Linked DNA regions of Zea mays: region 1 is linked to region 2. The links are chromatin contacts, called in public Hi-C maps. All regions are on one chromosome and are shown on one strand. The core of a region is the stretch at or near the end of the contact, and the rest is flanking DNA. Distances in the headings are between cores, read along the strand shown. Region 1 holds the start of LOC103645648 (coatomer subunit epsilon-1). Region 2 holds the start of LOC100280803 (40S ribosomal protein S29).

Region 1 (7,294 bases), core at 4,698-7,197, 290 kb before region 2:
CGCCGCGGGACTTTTCCCACCGTGGTCTACGTTCTGTGGCCCCCCCGTGCCGGTACTACGTGCACGGTCGTGTTCGCCGTGTCGCCCTGAACGTGCCTGACCCTTTCCCTAGGCTCCTCGAGCCTCGCCGTGGCCGCCCCTCGTCTCTGGCGAGCCCTCGCCGCGGGACCGGGCGGCGCCACCGCGCTCATGTCCGGCCCCCGGCCATTGGATCCCGGGCGTCCGTCCGAGATGTAACAGTTTAGGTTTAATCAGTGCGGATCTAATCTCAGCCCTCCGATCCAGATCCGACCGCTCTTCTCTCTCCCCTCACCCACGCCCCTACCGCTCGGCCCGGCTGGTCAGCCTGCCCTGGTTCGATGACACCCCGTCCCCGCCTATCTGTCGCGTCGGTGCGCTCGCGCCCGCACGCATGTCTGCGGGATCTAATCTTGTCTGTTGATCTCTGATCCGATGGTCGAGATCACCCTGTACCCCTTCGCGTGTATGTTTTACTTAAGAGACCCTCGGATTTTAGGAAATCAACTCGCCGTCCTATGTTTTAGCGCGCAGACCCCAGGTTTCTTTTAAATAGCCCCCTGTGCTTTTATTTAATCACAGAATTAGCCCTAATTTCATATTTTAAACTTCAAAACTTGTTTATTTCATATCTTTTTCATATGAACTCCAAATTTAGTGGTTCAAATTGCACCTAGAATATATGTTCATGAAATGATTCTCTGCCCAAATAAATTATGTTCATCTATAGTCTGTACACTTTAATTTTACACCTAGAATATAAGATTAATGTATATGTTGATTTACTCATTTAATGAAATAGATAAAAGGAAAGCTCTAGAAGTTAAAGTATATTTAATCTTGTGAGATTAATAATATACATTACATGAATTCATCTCTGGTTTAACCTTTAGGTCTCAATAAAATGAATAGAATTAGGTTATGTAATTATGGACAACACTTAAAGAATAATCAATTCCTAACTGAGATTAGTTCATCTTATAATTTAATCTCTTTCTTTGTTTAATTACTACTTTAGCTTTTTGAGATGTGTTCCAAACACTTAGAGAGTAATCAATTCCTAATTAAGATTAGTTCATTTTATAATTCGATCTCATTCTTCTTTATTTAATACTATATCTTTTGAGATATGTTACAATGTTTGTACATGTTTGATGTGCTGTTCATTTGTACTTTCCAAATGTATTGAATGTATGATCGCTTTATTTAGACAACGAGCAGCCCGTGGTTCCTAAGTATGTTGCCGAAGATCTCTCTGAGCAATAACCTAGTGAAGGCAAGTGTCCTCAAACCTATCATGTCTTACTTTACTTTATAATTCATTGTCCTGTATTACATTATTGAAACTTAAGGATTGACTAGTCTGTATTTACCTTATCCTTGTTTACCTTTCTGGGTTAATCATGGTTAGCTTATGTTATTGCTTTAACTTAATCAATGAACATGATGTGATTATTTATGATACGAAGATGTTATCCCGATGAGGTTCTTGTGATTACTTTAGGGGACTCAGGGTGTTTCCTGAGTGCCTCCGTAAGGACCTATTTGGGGAGTGACAACCCAGGATAACAGTGCAACCATGAGGGTGGAATGGGACTTAGTCCGCCGAGAAGCAGTGCAGTGGGGTCAGAGCCCAGACATAGAGGTATCCTTGACCACAGTCGTCATGGGTGGGTTTGCCCAGAACGTGCCTCAGATCATCGAAAGGTATCTATATTACTTCATGTTCCGCTTCACCATGCCTAGATATGTGTTTTCCTTGGCTCATGTGGTCGAATCCAGCGAGTTGGCTCATGACATATTATCTGAATTAGTTGCACAAGGTAGTTTGCATGATATTTTTGTAAACTAGGAGGCGCGGATGAAGCAGTTGGTGTGGGGATGTGACAGGTACCCTTGTTTAATATGCACATTTCCTCAAATGGTTCCAGCCTTTAGATTGTTGGTTCCCTAATTGATTTATTGTCACTTGTCATGATGCAGACAAAGAATGAGTAAATCACTGTATGGTACAGATAGTGTCGATCGCGTGTAGAAACCATAAGAGGATGGAGACATAGGTATAGCATACTTATGTGTATTTCCTCCGCGCGATTTACAGCTTTCCTTCTCGTGATCCTTTTCTTAACACGCTAAAATCATTTGTTTACGGTATGTCTATATAGACACATGTCTTACCATAAATTTGTTTAAAGAACGATAAACCACGTTTTCTAGACATAATGAAAGGAGGAGGTGGTGGATGATGGAAAGTAATTATAACTAATAACAAGACCATGTATGCAAATATAAATAGACATAAAAATAAGATAAATGACAAACAAAATCAGAATAAGAGTAACCATACAATAGATGTAATCTAACAAATAGATAACTTAGCACTTTGTTAACAATTTTATTTTTTTGATTTGGTTGGGGTGCGCCAGGCTCAAGCAATAGTGCAACGCTAGAGCGACACATAAGGGACCCAATGGCAAGCCACTGTAGTGGACCCTTCCCCACAAAAAATTAATTTAATATCGAAGTGGACACATGGCCCACATATCAGATATTAAACTGATAAGAACAGATACTACACTTGATCTTAGCCAAAAGGCCGAGAAAGGTATGAATTGTTATGTTGACTGAGGTCTGCTTTTATAAGCCTTCTCTGCTCCCTTCCGCTGAAAACCGCCGAGGTGGGACTAAACTGAAGCACCACAAAGCACAACATTCATACCTCTGTCTGGTTGCGTGGGCTTTCTGGGCTACCAATACATCGATGCTGGCCCGGTCCGCAGAGTCTCTCTCGCTCGAGTCCGTTTCCACCGCAGCTGGCTGGACACAGGCCACCCGCCGTCCGGTTTGTTTCCCAGACGTCGAGGCTGAACTCCATCCATGTTTGAAACAAAATCTTCTTTGTATGATGATCGTACGTACATGAATGGAAACGTTCCAGGAGGGAGGCCAGTTGGCCACACGGAGTCTGATCTCCATTCTAGTCGCAACCCCTTGCTCCGGCCATCGTTCGTTCGCCTACGAGGCTCGACGTACGGTAGTACGTGGCCACCTCCCACCTGTATAAATGCTGTATTTTTCTTCTTTTTTCACGGATTGCTCGGCTTTCCTAGGTAGACGTAATCATTTACAAAGGCCATAAACAAATTCATGCTTTCTTAGTTTCAGGCATAGAAGGGGCCGATCAATTTATCAAAAATTATAAGGTGAAAAATATCGTAGTATATATAAACATGCATATACTAATTTGTGTATAGCATAGATAATAAATTAATAAAAACTAATACCATATAATTGTATATATTGATTAACTCCAACAAGGATTAAAATAATTTGCCTCTACGATGATCGATCACATTAAAAGCTTTGATTATATCTGAGAGCTTTGATTAAACTAATACCATATTTGTTCATGGTAGGATAATGTACTGATACTTCACCCTGGTTAGACACCTGCACTTTTTCCTATCTTATTCCCCTAAGAAAATGCACTGCCAAGGAACACACCTACTCTACAACTTTGAGTTCTATTTATATAATACATAAAGGGTCCTTTGCTGACAGTAGTATTTGTTTCTTTCTGGCAGGTCCCTTGACAAGAACATACCAGGTGTGTAAAGCACTCATCAGCTCTATTTAGTTCAATATTTGCAATCTCTGTATATACATTCATGCAACTAAAAGGGCTTGTGTGCAAAATAAAGCTGTGTGTTGTAACATTATGATATCTGCTTCTCACTTTACAGGTCCACCAGCTAGCTGCTCATACGACATTTACTGTTTCGGGAAGGTTCTACTAGAGCTAATCACTGGAAACTTCGGTGCGAGTGGCTCAACCAACGCAGATTCAGAAGAGTGGTTAGCAAGAACATTAGATTACATCAACGCAAATGACAAGGAGGGTGTCTCAGGTATTGTGGATCCCACCCTTGTTGTGGATGATGACCATCTAGAGGAAGTGTGGGCAGTGTCCATCGTCGCGAAGACATGCCTGAATCCAAAGCCCTCTAGGCGTCCACTCGCTCGATACATCTTGAAAGCACTGGAGAACCCACTAAGGGTGGTGCGGGAGCAGGAAGAGTTCCAATCCAGTCCATCTCACCTCAGAAGTACCCCATCCCAGGGCTCTTGGCGTTTTGCCTTCCATGGAAACAAGTACCACAGCTGGGAGGCCATGCCAACGTCGGGGCAAGCACTTGCTCGGAAAAATACAGCGAAGTCTCAGGGGACCGAGGGGAGTGACGAGGACGAAGAGAACTCGTTCTCGTTCAAGAGGGCTTCACGGGACGATTTTCCGGATCCCATAGAGTTTGAAGGAGGTGTTGTTGTGAAGGAGTACCCGCAGACTAGCTAGCGATACTTGATGTGCATCTCTTTGATGTCTCTAGGTGAAAAGCTGTGTATACAGAATAGATAATTTTTCCCCCTCCTTTCTCTTTACTTGTTTATCTCAGTCGATTGAAATGGAATAAATGGCGCACTGCGTGTGCCATCCTTGAAATGCAAGCCAATTTTAGTGGTTGATCCAGCTGTGGACTTTCAGGTTGGGGGGTTCTGAAAGTGAATTGTAGTGGAGAGCAGTTTAAGCCTTAGCCGGGAGGTGGTTCTGGTCGTTGGGTTGAATGGGATCATACTTCTGCAGCTGAAAACTTTTGAGCATGGCCACTGGTGCGTACTGAGTGTGATAGAGCATTCATCTGCAGCTGCAGTTTCATCCGGTGAGCTTGAACACCGAAGACGAAATGGAGGGCACCTCCATGGTCTGTTGTAGCTTCTGTTGAGTTTGAAAACGGACAAAAGAAGCAATCTGAACATTATGGAGATCGGTGACAGCAGACTAGTGCCATGGACGGATGGCACGCAGTTCTGGAGATCGGCGACAGCACTGCCCGCCCCCTCCGCGAGACAGCACCAGTTACGGGAGGTGGAGCTGGACCTCTTGTATAGATAGAATAAAGAAGCACTTCAATCCATACGGGAGAGAGAGAGAGAGAGAGAGAGAGAGAGAGAGAGAGAGAGAGGGCAGCTTATTTCTGACGTAAATCCGCGCGGAATTGGAGTTGGGTTTAACCCGACGCTGGATCAGCTGGTCCAGGACATCGGTGACTCGTTTTGGCTTCAGGCTCTGGTGGGACAGTGAGACTCGAGCCCGAGCGGGGGAAGTTAAGCCTGGCAAACTCAATCTATTACTACTCTATAAGACCCTATTGTAGGCGTGCACAAGTGCACCGTGTTCTGCCCGTCCTCCTCACGCGCAATCTCAGGAATCCCCGCCATCATCGTCCTCCCCACGCGCAATCTCAGGAATCCCCGCCATCATCGGCCCTAGCGCACCTTCCTTCGACAACCTTCCATATGAATCATCCATCGCGTCCGTGCTCCCCCTCGCGCAATCCTACCGCACTCGCTCCCGAAATCGGCCGCCACGACGCCGCACGCCATGGCTCCTGCCCAGCAGCTGCAGCTCCCTCCGCCTCTGGTGGTTTGGCACGCCGCCTCCTCGCCCAGATCCGTCCATGGTCCGCCCCTCCGGCCTCGCCCAGCTCCAAAGCTCCCTCCTGCTCGCGGGCACGCGGCCTCGCCCTTGGGGACAGGCCCTGGGCCGCCGTCTCGGCTCGCGTCCACCTCGTCCAGCGTCACAAGTGGCGCCGCCGCCGGTGCCGGCTACTTCGATCTCCCGCCCGTCGTCGACTCGTCCAGCAGTACCTACGCTCTGAAGCCGATCCCCTCGCCGGTGGCGGCGACGTCCGCTGACCCGTCCCGGGACTCGGCGTGGGAGCCCAAGCGGAAGCGAACTGGCCCGTGCGTCCCCCGCATCAACTCGAACCGAAGGGACGACCGAGCGGAGTCTAGACTCAAGAGCAACCACGACCTCCCGGATCTCTCTCCCACCCAAGCCTCGTCGCCGCCGTCTTCTGCTGCACTGCAGCGATGGCCTCCCCCGACCTGCTCTTCAATCTGTGGAACCTCTTCTACCTGGGCGCCTACCAGGCAGCCATTAACAACATCGACATCCCGGGCCTCGACGCCGACGCCGCCGCTGAGCGCGATGCCATCGTCTTCTGCTCCTACATCGCCCTCGGCTCCTACCAGGTGCGAACACATTGGGCGTCAGGCGCCTCACCGCTAGCTCGCCGCAGTTGGTTCCGGCTATGATAGGTGGGCACGCGCGCATGCCTTTCTGTGTTTGTGCAGCTGGTAATCAGCGAGATCGACTCGTCAGCCGCTACCTCGCTGCAGGCCGTGAAGCTGCTCGCTCTGTACCTCACTGGAGACAAGGTTAGTGCGCTAGATCTGAATTGTCGCCTCTGATCTGGCTTTAATCGCGCTCTGCTGATCTGGATCTGGCTTTAGTTTTTCACCATCTGCAAGAGTGGCTCCCTTCAAGTGCGGTAACAGCTTAGTTTTTCACCATCTGCAGATAATGTAGAATGTGGGGAGCGTACAATAGATGTAATAAACTCTTGCAAAGCTTTGCGAGATGCTTCTCTCTCGAAAACTCTTTTTCGTTTAGCTTCTGCAGCAGCCTGTTGCTTCAGCCCTTCTTTGCGTACAAAATGCATCCAGACTTTATCCTCAACTTGCAACCGAGCCCTCCAAGGTAAAAGCATAAGCTAATTTTTTAGTGAATCATTTTTTATTGAAAAATTGTAGATCATTGTTTTCCATTTCAATTTTTTATCCATTATGTCAAATGCGGTCATGTATTATTTCATGTTGTTTGTGTTCAGGAATGGTTTAGTCTATACATGATTCTGACTAAATGTAACAGAAAATCTTTTTACTGATTAATCAGATAATTGATTTAGTGATGAAAGTCTGGATGGTCGCTGTCTGAATTATATTTCCTCCCAGAAAAAAACACGACACCAGTAGTGCTTTTCCTTTTCTCAAGATCACCTGCATGGTCGCTGTCTGAATATCCCAACAATTCGGAGTTGTCCCCTTTTACATACCTACAGCCGTATTGTGTTGTACCAGCCACATATCTTACAATTCTTTTAATGGCAGTCCAGTGTTCAGAATTTGGTGTCTCCATAAACCTGCTCACCATTCCCACAAAATATGCTAGGTTAGGTCTGGTGTTTACAAGATATCTCAGACTCCCAACTATACTTTTGTACTTGGTAGCAGCTAACACCTTGTCAGGTTTTCCAGGTATTAACTTGCATTGTTGCTCCATTGGAATGTCAACTGGATTACACCCTTTCATCCCACAGACTTCAATGATTTTATCAGCATATGCGCTTTGACAAATAGTGATTTCACCAGGCTTTTG
Region 2 (7,096 bases), core at 3,642-6,141:
TCGAGGATGAACGGTACCCCGACCACGTGTGTAAGCTCTCTAAGGCGCTCTATGGACTTAAGCAAGCCCCAAGAGCATGGTATGAATGCCTTAGAGACTTTTTAATTGCTAATGCTTTCAAGGTTGGGAAAGCCGGTCCAACTTTATTCACTAAGACTTTTGATGGTGATCTTTTTGTGTGCCAAATTTATGTCGATGACATAATATTTGGTTCTACTAACCAAAAGTCTTGTGAAGAGTTTAGCAGGGTGATGACTCAGAAATTCGAGATGTCGATGATGGGCGAGTTAAACTACTTCCTTGGGTTCCAAGTGAAACAACTCAAGGATGGCACCTTCATCTCACAAACGAAGTATACACAAGACTTGCTCATGAGGTTTGGGATGAAGGACGCCAAGCCCGCAAAGACTCCAATGGGAACCGACGGACACGTCAACCTCAACAAAGGAGGTAAGTCTGTTAATCAAAAGGCATACCGGTCTATGATAGGGTCTTTACTTTATTTATGTGCTAGTAGACTGGATATTATGCTTAGTGTATGCATGTGTGCTAGATTTCAATCCGATCCAAGGGAGTGCCACCTAGTGGCCGTTAAGCGAATTCTTAGATATTTAGTCGCTACGCCGTGCTTCGGGATCTGGTATCCAAAGGGGTCTACCTTTGACTTAATTGGATATTCAGACTCCGATTATGCTAGATGTAAGGTCAATAGGAAGAGTACATCGGGGACGTGCCAATTCTTAGGAAGGTCCCTGGTGTCGTGGAGTTCCAAGAAACAAACTTCTGTTGCCCTATCCACCGCTGAGGCCGAATATGTTGCCGCAGGACAGTGTTGCGCGCAACTACTTTGGATGAGGCAAACCCTCAGGGACTTTGGCTACAATCTGAGCAAAGTCCCACTCCTATGTGATAATGAGAGTGCTATCCGCATGGCGGATAATCCTGTTGAACACAGCCGCACTAAGCACATAGATATCCGGCATCACTTTTTGAGAGACCACCAGCAAAAGGGAGATATCAAAGTGTTTTATGTTAGCACCGAGAACCAGTTAGCCGGTATCTTTACCAAGCCTCTAGATGAGTCGACCTTTTGCAGGCTGCGTAGTGAGCTAAATGTCTTAGATTTGCGGAACTTGGATTGATTTATAGCATACATGTTTTTTATGCCTTGATTATGTTCCTTAAGCATATTGTTGTTTATTTATGGTGCTCAAGTTGTACAAACACTCCCCGGACCTCAAAAGTCCATGTGTGAGTGATGCACATATTTAGGGGGAGATGTGCTACAACTTGACCCTTTGAGACTAACCATGTTCTTGAGTTCTCTTAATTTAGTCTCAAAGGAGGTTTGAAAGGGAAAAGGTGGACTTGGACCATGCAAGACTTCCACTGCACTCCGAGGAAAGAGTAACTAACTCCAAGTTCATCTTCGTGCTCTTATTGCCTTTTTACTCTTAGTTGAAGATTTTGGTGAGGCAATGGAGTTAGAAGGCCAAAAATGATCCTGTTTTGGTGCTTGATGCTAAAGGGGGAGAAATTAAGGGCCAAAGCAACAAATGGATCAGCTACCACTTGAGAATTTTGAAAATAGTAGAAAAAATATTAGAATAGAGCTTTTGGTTTGACAAAACTCTCTTATTGTCTCTCTTGTCAAAAGTTGGCCTCTTGTGGGGAGAATGGTTGAATATGGGAAAAAGGGAAGTTTTTGAAATTTTTGATCAATCTCTCTTGGAACAACTCTCTTTATGTCTCAACAAGTGTGTTTGACTTAGAGATAGGAAATTGAGGTTGATTTGCAAAAACAAACCAAGTGGTGGCAAAGAATGATCCAAATATGCCAAATTTGAATCAAAATCATTTCTTGTTTGAAATTACATTGATATTGCACTTCTTTTAGTTGCTTTATGTTGTGTTGGCATAAATCACCAAAAAGGGGGAGATTGAAAGGGAAATGTGCCCTTAGGCCATTTCTAAGTATTTTGGTGATTTAGTGTACAACACAAGTGCTTAAGTGTTAAACTATGCCAAATGGTGGACAAAGTGCAAATCAATACAAAGGTATGATTCTAGACTTAGTACATTGGTTTTTGTGTACTAACATATTTGTCTAAGTGCTAGAATCATAGAAAATACAACTAGATATGTCTTGGCTCGAGCAGCCAAGACTCTGCTCAGTCTGGGTGCACCAGGCTGGCTCTGGTGAAAAGGCCGCTCTCGGGAGTTCGGTGGCGGCGTACGGCTAAAATTCACCGGACTGTCCGGTGAGCCAACGGTCGGCCGCGCAATCCGCGCATGACGCGTGGCCGGGCCAACGGTCTGAAGGGGGCACCGGACTGTCCAGTGTGCACCGGACAGTGTCCGGTGCGCCAACGGCTCCAAACTGCCAACGGTCGGCTGCGCCAAAACAGGAAAGAAATCCGCACCGGACAGTGTCCGATGGTGCACCGGACTGTCCGGTGCGCCAGGCGACAGAAGGCAAGATTTGCCTTCCTGGAATGCTCTCAACGGCTCCTAGCTGCCTTGGAGCTATAAAAGGGACCCCTAGGCGCATGGAGAAGCACATCAAGCATTCTCTAAGCATTCCTAAGCACTAAGACTCCAATTTCGCGCATTCGATTCTTTGCGATAGCAACTAGAGCTCCATTTGAGTAGAGAACTCTTTGGGTTGTGTTGTGAGCTCGAGTTGTGACTTGTGTGCGTGTTGTGCTCTGATTTTGTGTCTTGCGTGCGTTGCTCATCCCAGCCTTACTTCTGTGTTTCTTTGTGAACATCAAATTGTAAGGGCGAGAGGCTCCAAGTTGTGGAGATTCCTCGCAAGCGGGATATAGTAAACAAAGCAAAACACCATGGTATTCAAGTGGGTCTTTGGACCGCTTGAGAGGGGTTGATTGCAACCCTCGTCCGTTGGGACGCCACAACGTGGAGTAGGCAAGTGTTGGACTTGGCCGAACCACGGGATAAACCACTGTGCCTATCTGTGTTGATCTTCTTGTGGTTATCGTGTCTTGCAAGAACTCCTCTCTAGCCACTTGGCTTTATTGTGCTAACTCCTAATCAAGTTTTGTGGCATTAAGTTTCAAGTTTTTACAGGATCACCTATTCACCCCCCCTCTAGGTGCTCTCACCTGCAAGAGGTCTGTGCACTCAGACCTAATCCGTTGCAGACAGAGGGGTGCTCGGGCTATTAATGCGTCGTAATTCAGGGGTTCATATGTCATGAATGCTATGAGGCATAAGGGGTATGTAGGTCATGAGTGGGAAGCGGACAGGCGCCCACGTTGTGGCTTGGTGCCAGGCGTGGTTAATGCAGGTAGACATTTATGGCGGCTCGGTCTGGGGCCGGACGCGAGATCCACTCGAGTGGTTCCCTTTCGACATGCCCGTCCTTCTTTGTCAAGCTCCGCCATCCTAGGCCCACGCTCGGTGCCACGGGGTTCGACCGGGGGCCAGTCCTTCCAGAGTTGGCACACCTGCCTCTTCTGACTGACTAACGGGCCCCAACAATGAGGGGATCTTTCCTCAGCGCGCTCACTAGTCAGCGGGCCACAGGGACCAGGGATCATTTCCCTGACATATTTATCACAATTGTTGTTGTTGTTGTCCCTTGTTTAAACTCAAGATTCACTGAAAATAGATATAACATATTTGATATGTTATTTACCGAGCCATCATTTTGATATAGAGGATCTAGCATATGAACTATGTTCTTGCTTTGTTGCGGCCAATATTGGCGAGGATCCATCATGCTTCCTCTAAATATTGTTGGTTTTCACTGGGGTTTTCTTGAGCCCAGTGTCGGAGCCTGTCTAGACCCGGTCACGTGCCCCAATTCAGCCTATGATGACCTAGGTCACGCTAGCCTCTTAGGCTCTAGACTCAGTCTATCTCATTCCATGATGTTCGAACTCTAGGTCACCACCCATCCCATGCCAAACCCTAATGTGTAGCGCCAGCCTCTAGGCTCCCTCTCCAGCAACCAACCACTAGCTTGCGTGCACTCGCCCATGACGGCCGCCAATGCGCTCACCCACGCCCGTGCCACACCTTTCCTCCTTGTTCCCTTCTTATTAGAGTTAATCCATTAGCCCTATGATATGTGTCACTGATGACTATGTGCATGTTGTTCATTTAATTTTAATTGTGGGGATATTTTAATTTTTTTAATCAGGACATACGGTGCAACAAATGTTTGTTGAGACACTTAGCTATAATGGAAATGGCAGTGTCAATACTTTTCCCATAACTTTCGAGTGAAATTGTAGAGTCCTTTACACAAATCAGATACCTCCACTGGACATTCTTGTGTTTTTTATTCATCTGATATGTGCATGCTATGATATGAGTTAGAAGTATTATTTGGATCGAAGGGATTAAATTTTAGTCCTAGCATATACTCACATAAGATGTTTGGATGCCAATTAGAAGTATTAAATGTAGTTTAATTATAAAAATAATTACACAGATAAGGATTAAATAGCAAGACAAACCTATGAAGCTTAATTAGTATATGATTCGCCCATGTGATGTTATAGTAAACATTTATTAATCATAAACTAATTAGGCTTAATAAATTTGTCAAGACGTTTAATTTTGTGTATCTAATTAGTTTCCTAGTTAAACTATATTTAATAGTCGTAATTGATATTCAAATGTCTGATATGTCATGGATTAAACTTTAGTTACGGAAACAAACGCCCTTAGTTTTTTTTACTGTTGTAGATAGATGAACTTTGGCAAAAACAAAATGATAAATGAAATTTTTCTGGAAGAATAAAGAAAGATCACATATCGGGCCAAGTTTGGGTTCAATTTAAGCACCAAGATAGATCAAGTCATCTTTGTTGGGTTGGTCTAATGAAAAGCCCAGTGAAGCAATGCCATCCATCTCCTACAGAAGAAGCCGAACGTTTTCGGTTCCGCTCAGAGTCATAAGCCAGGTCAGACTAGGTTAGGGTTTACCTGTGAGGCCTGCTCCCCTGCCGCCGCCGCCATGGGACACTCCAACGTGTGGAACTCGCACCCCAAGAACTACGGCCCTGGATCTAGGGTTTGGTAATCCTCTATTCCTCTAGTTCCTTCGCCCCACTTAATCGCCGATATCATTTTATATACATGTCATCTGTTTAATCCGTCATGTTGTGGCATGAGCTTGTAGTTAAGATTTTAGCGCTTTAGCCCAAGTAGATTTGCTTGCCCTTACGTTTGTTGGTTTTTGTACTTCGTACTCGATGATGGCGATTGTTGATGGATGCCATGGTGTGTGATTGCAGCCGTGTGTGCGCTAACCCCCACGGCTTGATCCGAAAGTACGGGCTCATGTGCTGCAGACAGTGCTTCCGCAGCAACGCCAAGGACATTGGCTTCATCAAGGTACTGGCCAAAAGTTTCCGGCCTCTGCTTCCTTCCCTGCAACATAAGCCTGCGTTAGGTAGTGGTTACCTGTTTCATTGGTTGGGTAATCTATGACCTACCGTTTCTTCTGTTCTATTATGCCATGGTCCATGGTATGTTTCGCCGTGATGTATCTGTGTTGGTCCAGCTGGTACTAGTTTAAATAGTCTGTTACTGGCTTCTTAGAACTTGAAGCAATGTCCATGGCGCCCATATTGTTGCACTTATATGCCCATTGCCAATACTTTGTTGGATTTTGCATATCCTGTTCTGTAGGGTAGGTCTTAGTTTAGTTGTTTGCATTCGAATTAGTGTCTTTCTGGATTTTGAGTGTCATCTCTATGCGGACACATAGCAGACTGCTGTGATTATGGTGAATTGTCCCATGATTCCCAGATTTTGGCACCTCAGCAATTTGGAACCAGGGTCAAGTTTCTTATTGCAAGAGTTCGTTAATAATTAACATCTTTTTACTGCTCCGCTTGTGTGTAAGCTCTGAAGCATGGTTGTTTCCATATCCAACCATAGTTTCTTATGATCTAGAGCTTCCAAATGACTCTTTTATGATGAAGATGCCATGCATTTTAGTCGTGGTAAACAGTTGTGCTGTGGCTTCTTATTTGAAAAGTTGCATTCTTTTTATGCAGTACCGCTGAAACTTGGGGAGCTCCAAAGCATGGCAATAATGGAAGCATGGATGGGGACCTAAAAGATAGCCTGTACTCTTATTCTTATGATAAAACCATGTAATGAATTGTTTGGCTTTGTGTGGACGAAGTTGGTGTATTCTAGATGGTACTCTTGAATCTTGATGCTTCCCTGCTATGCTAGCTGAGCATGTCGAACCGCTATGAATCAGACAATACAGTATCAATGTTACCACTCAGTCTTGTTATTTGCTGCTGCGTATGGGGAGTGATCGACAGTCTCCGCCGTGCATTGATTGTTTGTTTGTAGAGGTTGGAGTGGATTTGGATAATCCTAAATCCAATTGGATCTGCCTGACCACCCTATCTGATGGCTGTGTTAGATGGACATAAAAACCTTAGCCTTGTGTTAATACTAGGGATAGATCATAGATTGGACCATACTGATTGGATTTGTGCTTAAAAACAAGCTGGGCATTAGTCATTTTGCATTGAAGTGGGATTGGAATCGGAGTTTTATCACTTGGATTGGATTGCAATGAATTTGTCTGCATGGATTTTGACCCTAATTTATATTTTCATATGTATGTTTTAATTTAATGAAATCAACTAGATGTGGGGCTTGTGTCATATGAAACCGTTTTGTCGTGTGAGCAGGGCATAAAAACACCCCCGTGCCAATAAAGATATTTTTGTCCATATTGACTTGACATCTAGTAGAACATAGGTATAGGCTGGGCTGGAATGAGCGTGGGATGTGCGTCGTGAAGGATTTCAAACCAAAAGTGTCACCTATGTAACATATCGCAAGAGTGACTAGCTGCAATGCTGTCACTCGTGGACGGGATTAAGTGGGTTTAAATCTTAATCACAAAAAAAAAATATCTGTATTATGATCATGGAAATACATTGACAAAATTTGGCCCCATCGTTTCTAGACAATCTTATTTTTCTGCACATAAAGAAATAAGGAAGTCATTGCAATTACTGAAAATACTAAGCCTACTAAAGGTACGAAAATAGAGGGTAAGTTAAAATCTGTCATAGAATAGACAATC

Evidence for each region. Hi-C and Micro-C count contacts between places; a contact is called where the count stands out from the background.
Region 1: a Hi-C map of ear shows a contact between it and region 2, with 5 times the contacts expected there. The contact joins the promoter of LOC103645648 here to the promoter of LOC100280803 in region 2. A contact is called at or near these places in 3 of 25 Hi-C or Micro-C datasets (ear, leaf and tassel).

What each region holds. Positions count from the first base shown.
Region 1 is chr1:289,037,803-289,045,096 of Zm-B73-REFERENCE-NAM-5.0, reverse strand. LOC103645648 (coatomer subunit epsilon-1) reads left to right here and starts at 5,947. Exons shown (of 5, transcript XM_020544380.1): 1 at 5,947-6,154; 2 at 6,239-6,294; 3 at 6,370-6,407; 4 at 6,530-6,616; 5 at 6,747-6,768. The coding sequence starts at 5,947. The coding sequence ends at 6,768. It overlaps LOC111590693 (U2 spliceosomal RNA), which reads right to left and starts at 2,627; the gene lies at 2,431-2,627. It also overlaps the pseudogene LOC103645647.
Region 2 is chr1:288,751,487-288,758,582 of Zm-B73-REFERENCE-NAM-5.0, reverse strand. LOC100280803 (40S ribosomal protein S29) reads left to right here and starts at 4,891. Exons shown (of 3, transcript NM_001153723.1): 1 at 4,891-5,052; 2 at 5,271-5,370; 3 at 6,039-6,286. The coding sequence starts at 4,991. The coding sequence ends at 6,047.